2 separate regions of the Rattus norvegicus genome follow, and region 1 is linked to region 2. The links are chromatin contacts, called in public Hi-C maps. All regions are on one chromosome and are shown on one strand. Each heading gives the region's core, a stretch centred on a gene start, on an enhancer-like site or on the middle of the called end of the contact. The rest is flanking DNA. Distances are from core to core; before and after follow the strand shown.

Region 1 (2,700 bases), core at 23-2,522, 160 kb before region 2:
AACAGCAGCCAGACAAATAATTAAAAGGACCGCATGAAGAGCTGCCTGCCCTCTTATTTGTGTTGTGACATAAAATGGGGATTTCATTTTTTGCTAAAACAGTCACACACTGGAGGACTTCCAAAGACAAACTCAGGGTCTATGTACGTGAATTCACATTTAGGTTTATGAACAACCACTTTCTCCAGTGACAGTCTCGAAGTGAAATTCAGGTGAGCTGGGCAGCAAGGAAGAGGCCAGGGCCCTCGGCCGTCTCTCCTACCTCCATGTCGTCCCTCTGCTCGCTGTTTTCTTCATCCTGACCTCCGTTTTTCGGCATGTAGGCCATTTTCAACCTCAAAAACCCCTTGACGCGTGATTTATGACTGCACACAGGAAGAGAACCAGTTGTAAAGGCTATGGCTTGTTTCCGTCCTCCTTGTTTAAGGTGTTTGCTGAAACTGTCCTCAGGGAAACCAATACTACAAACACTTACCCCTACACCCACTGGCAAGACTCATCCCTACACCCACCTGCAATCCTCACCCCTACACCCACCCACAAAACTCACCCTTACACCCACCTGCAAACATCTTCCCTACACCCACCGGCGAGCCTCACCCCTACACCCACCTGCAATCCTCATCCCTACAACCACCCTCAAAACTCACCCTTACACCCACTGGCAAGCCTTACCCCTACACCTACCCACCTTCTAGGTCGCAGGAGAAAATCCTTAAATGTATAGGGTCTCTCCATGGTTGGATCTTCTGTCTAGGGGAAAGAAAAATAAATTAGCAGAAAAGCAACAATTTCCTATTTTTGACACTCATCAGGAATATGAAGGATATATTCTTAGTACATGGCAAAGGTTAAAAAAAAAAAAAAAAAAGAGCTGGCTTGATTCACTGCACATCCTCTAGGCCCGCAGAAGTCTATCTAAGATCCACTAGATGTCACTATCTACATCAGGTTCTAGTAGTCAAGCCCAGCCAGAGACAAATGACAAAATTATAGCCACCATGGCCAAGTATAATTTCTAACTGCAGGGTATGGCCTCAATCTCCCAGAGTCGATTAACTTGGAAAACCGGCGGTCAGTGGTGCCTCATTATCCCTGAAGAAACCTAAACACAGAGTCAAACAGATCGCAAGGCCCAGCCTCGGGCTGCAACTTAATGCTGCATGTGAAAGGATCGAGTCATCAGCCTGACTGAGTCGATACCATCTCCCATACACAGTATCCGGGGAGCCCTCACCCCCATGCACAGTATCTGGGGAGCCCTCACCACCATGCACAGTATCCGGGGAGCCCTTACCACCATGCACAGTATTCGGGGAGCCCTCACCACCATGCACAGTATTTGGGGAGCCCTCACCCCTATGCACAGTATCCAGGGAGCCCTCACCCCCACGGGCTCATTTCATGAATCAGTGAGTGAAACCGGCCTCTGTGTTTCTTAGTCTGTCAACTTGACACAAACTAGAATCATCTGGAAAGAGGAAGCCCCAAGTGAGGAATCACCCCCATCGGATCAGCTTTTTAGCATGTCTGCCCAATATTACTTGATCAATGATTGCTGTGGGAGGGCCCAGCCTCCTGTTGGAAGTACCACCCTGGGCTGGTGGTCTCTGCTTCAGTTCCTGCCCTGGCTTCCCTCTATAATAAACCTCCCCTCCCGACACTGCTTTTGGTCCACGATGTTTATCACAGCAACAGAGAAGCAACCAACAGCACAGCATGAATGCTTATCCGGTAAGATGTTGGGATTCACTTTAACATGCAAAGTTGGTTGGCTAATAAAGCAGGGAATTGGGGAAAAATCTGTGCCGCTATTCTTTTTAAAATGTATATGGTCAAACCTGAAATACTTGATCCTGTCAAATTAATATGCAATCCAAAATATTTGCTTTTATAGGAAGAGAGGCAAACTAAAATACAATGATATATTATGTCAGGAGAATGAAGAGAGTATGTACTTACATTTGAATTCTGTTTATAGCCTTTCTTCCCAATGGCTTTCTGCTCTCTTATTCTCCCCCTTTTCCTGGTGCACATGTATTTGACTGTTTCTGTGCGATGGCCAAAGGACAACCTTGGGCACCGACTGCTTTTTTTTTCCTCTCTCACTGGCCTGATACTCGTTGATTAGGTTAGATACTCATTGATTAGGCTAGTGTGACAGATCAGAAACCCAGGGTGGGGGTGAGAGCATCTTCCTGTGCCTGCTTCCTCACTGTTAGAATTGTAAGGCAGACGGTTATAAACACATGTACACACTACAATGAGTTTTCATTTATTGGCTTTATATTTTTTCCTCAATATTCTTTGGTCATATCCTTTCCTGCTCCCTACAACTCCTCCTAGATTCTCTCTGTTTCTCTTCACACCCAATTCCCAGTTCTGCCTCTCTTAAGAAAGCCCTAAAATCAAAACGAACAAACCCTAAAGACAAAATAGACCAAATAAAGCCAAACCGAACCAAAAATGCACAGAATGTGTTTTGTGTTGGCCAGCTGCTCCTGAGCACGGGCCTACCCTGGAGAGCGGTTGAGATGCCCAGTGTTGCTCCAGTGGAGAAAGCTGGCTTTCTCTTTCCCAGCAGGCGTCACACTTGGCTAGGGGCTGGCTTCAGTCTACTTCCCCTTCCTCAAGCTGGGATCTCTCTTTCCTGGCTTGACCTTGCGCAGGTTTGTGCAAGTTGTTGCTGTGAGTTCGTGT
Region 2 (2,700 bases), core at 128-2,627:
ATGTGTGTGAGCATGTGTGTGTATGTGTATGTGTGTATATGTGTGAGTGTATGAGAGTATGTGAGTGTGTGAGTGTGTGTGAGTGTGTAGGTATGTGTGTGTGAGCCTGTGTGAGAGTATGTGAGCATGTGTGTGAACATGTATGTGTATGTGTGTGAGTGTGTGTGTATGAGAGATTGTGAGTATATTTGTTTTTTTTTCTCTTAAAAAAGAAAAACTTATAGTTGGATGGGTAGAGGTGGTGGAGAATCTGGGAGGAGTTGGAGAAAAGAAACAATATGATCAGTGTATGTAATTCTCAAAAACTAAATTAATGTATTTTATAAGTATGTATCACACACATGCACACACATACTACGTTGTGATGTTCCTCCTCCATCTAATGAACACTTACTGAATACCACCGTGTGTCAGAGATATAGTATCTGGGGACAGAAATGTAAACAAGACAGAGTTCAATCCGAATGAGGCAGAAGGACAGACTGGACACACACAGCTTCTGCCGGCTGGCAGTAAATGCTTTAGAGACATCATGACAGTCGGTGAAGCAGCTGATCAAGGCAGGCGGTGGATGATGCATGGCCAATGGTAATGGAAGATCACCCTGAGGGGAAGTCATGTGAGTGAAGCCCTGGTAGGCCGTGTTGAGTGTGAGCAGGAAGTTTCAGGCAGGGCTATCAGCAAACCTGGGGACACATGGACAGACCAGTGAAGAATGTGCCCAGAAGGGCACTATGGTGTGAGGAGGTCAGAGACCAGACTGGAATGTTTAGAAGAGGGTGGACATTACACCAATCATTTTGATGGAAGCGCTATATATAAAACATGGGTGACCATCGTGGCTTACACAGAAAGGAGGGAGAGAACCTGTGGGGGCTTCCAGCAAGGTGGATGCAGAAGTAACCCAGACAGAGCAAACAAGAGTGCATCCAGTGGGGCATGGGGCATGGTGGTGTGTCCATGTAATTCCAGTACTCAGAGGCTAAGGGACGGAAACCATGAGCTCCAGGCCAACAGGGACAGCACAGTTAGACACTGTCTCAACAAAACAAAGTCATAAAACCTGTTAAAAATGAAATATCTGATCCCAGCCTGCCGTGGTGCCAGATGCCTTAATCCAAGCATTCCAGAGGCAGTGGCAGGTGAATCTCTGTGAGTTCAAGGCCAGACTGCTCTACGCAGTGAGTTTCATGATAGTCGAGGCTACATACAGACCCAACAACAACCAAAAAAGAGTCAAACAAACAAAATAAAAATGAGTTAATAGCCAAGCAAATTGTTAACATGCTGATTCCTTTTTCCACCTAGACACAAAACTAGACTACATTTCCCAGCCTTCCTTGTGGTTTGGGAGACATCACATGATTAAGTTCTGGCCAATGGACTGTTGGAAGAAATGAGGGCTTCTGCCAATGGCTGGACACACTCTGTTTGCATCACCATCTCTCTATTAAATGGAGAAAGGGATACATGATGCTTTGGAGAGGGAAACTTCACAGAGAGTAAAAGGAAGCCTCCCACTCCCAACCCCATGACCTGCTGCCCCTCCCAGATCAGAAGATCATCGTCCCCCTGAAAACCAAAAACTGAAGCAGCTGTGAGCCTGCCTTTCTATTCAGCACCTTATTGTTTGTTTTGTTTTGTGGCAATGACAGGGCTAAAGAGACCGCTCAGCAGGAAGATGAGACACAGAGCTGAGTCCGATCCCCGATCCCACAAGATGGCAGTAGAGACCTGACTCCTGAGCTGTCCCCTGACCTACACACACACACACACACACACACACACACACACACACACCGGCTTCAACAGGCACACCTCTGCACGTGCTCATGCACACACAATAATTATTTTTATAAAAAAAAGTCAATGACATGTGCATGCAGCAGAGTATCTAGGAAAGAAGCCACATACTGATGACTTCTGGCTAGTGGGTAATGTCTTATTTACTTGTAGTTTTTCCTTTGAAACATAAACTATTTAAAAAACAAAAAAAGTTTGTAGCTCCCATAGTCAGCACCACAAAGAACAAAACGGGAGGGGAGGAGGGGCCGTGGCGGGGGGTTTGGGAGGGAATCCAACTTTTACAAAAGTCTCAGCACAAACAAATGATAAGGAAAATGTTTAAAAAAGTAAGTCACGGGTCAAGGACCCATCCAGCTTGCTGCATTTCTAAAATGAATAAGCCCACTCTATCAAACAAACAAACAAACAAACAAACAAACCCAGAGGCTTTTGTCCTGTTTTGCCAAGTCACACAGATATAGCACTTCATTTTGGGATGAAATGAAATCTTAAACAGTAGGCAGCCAGCAGCTGGGAGATAGGGAGAGAGGAGAGAGCCTTTTATGGAACACTATTTACAAGCAGATGTTGTAAGAAAGCTCGCTCGCTCGCTTACTCGCTCACTTGCTCTCTGAAGTTTAAGCGAAGAGTGCCGCACTATAAAAATCATTTTTAAACAGTAAAGATTTCTTATCTTTGTTTTCTCAAAGTGACTAGCCTAAATGCAGATAAGCAGAGGTCCTCACAGAGCACGGAAGCAGGTAAAGGTATGTGACTAATGGACCACATGCCGTGGGCTGCAGGCTGAATGACTGTACTTTCTGAAGCATGTTATGACTTTCATAAAATCTATGCATGATATTTTGGTCCTTATTTATGACTTTAGTGGAATCAAATATTTGACTAAGGTGGCTG

Evidence for each region. A called contact is a pair of places that touch in the nucleus more often than the background predicts.
Region 1: a contact with region 2 is called in a Hi-C map of Schwann cells, with 3 times the contacts expected there. The contact joins two enhancer-like sites. A contact is called at or near these places in 1 of 12 Hi-C or Micro-C datasets (Schwann cells) and 1 of 1 datasets of contacts at active chromatin or transcription factors (oligodendrocytes).

What each region holds. Positions count from the first base shown.
Region 1 is chr18:60,924,638-60,927,337 of GRCr8, reverse strand. Nedd4l (NEDD4 like E3 ubiquitin protein ligase) reads right to left here. Exons shown (of 31, transcript NM_001401320.1): 7 at 692-753; 8 at 263-365. Among named protein-coding and RNA genes, the nearest start is that of Mir122, 100 kb to the left of the region's middle. Within about 2 kb of position 1,272, at least 2 of the 93 cell types and tissues checked have an H3K27ac peak or open chromatin away from gene starts, as enhancers often do. A contact at or near this core is called in Schwann cells, where this site is marked.
Region 2 is chr18:60,762,943-60,765,642 of GRCr8, reverse strand. The region is part of intron 1 of Nedd4l (NEDD4 like E3 ubiquitin protein ligase); the gene reads right to left. Among named protein-coding and RNA genes, the nearest start is that of Nedd4l, 100 kb to the right of the region's middle. Within about 2 kb of position 1,377, at least 46 of the 93 cell types and tissues checked have an H3K27ac peak or open chromatin away from gene starts, as enhancers often do. A contact at or near this core is called in Schwann cells, where this site is marked.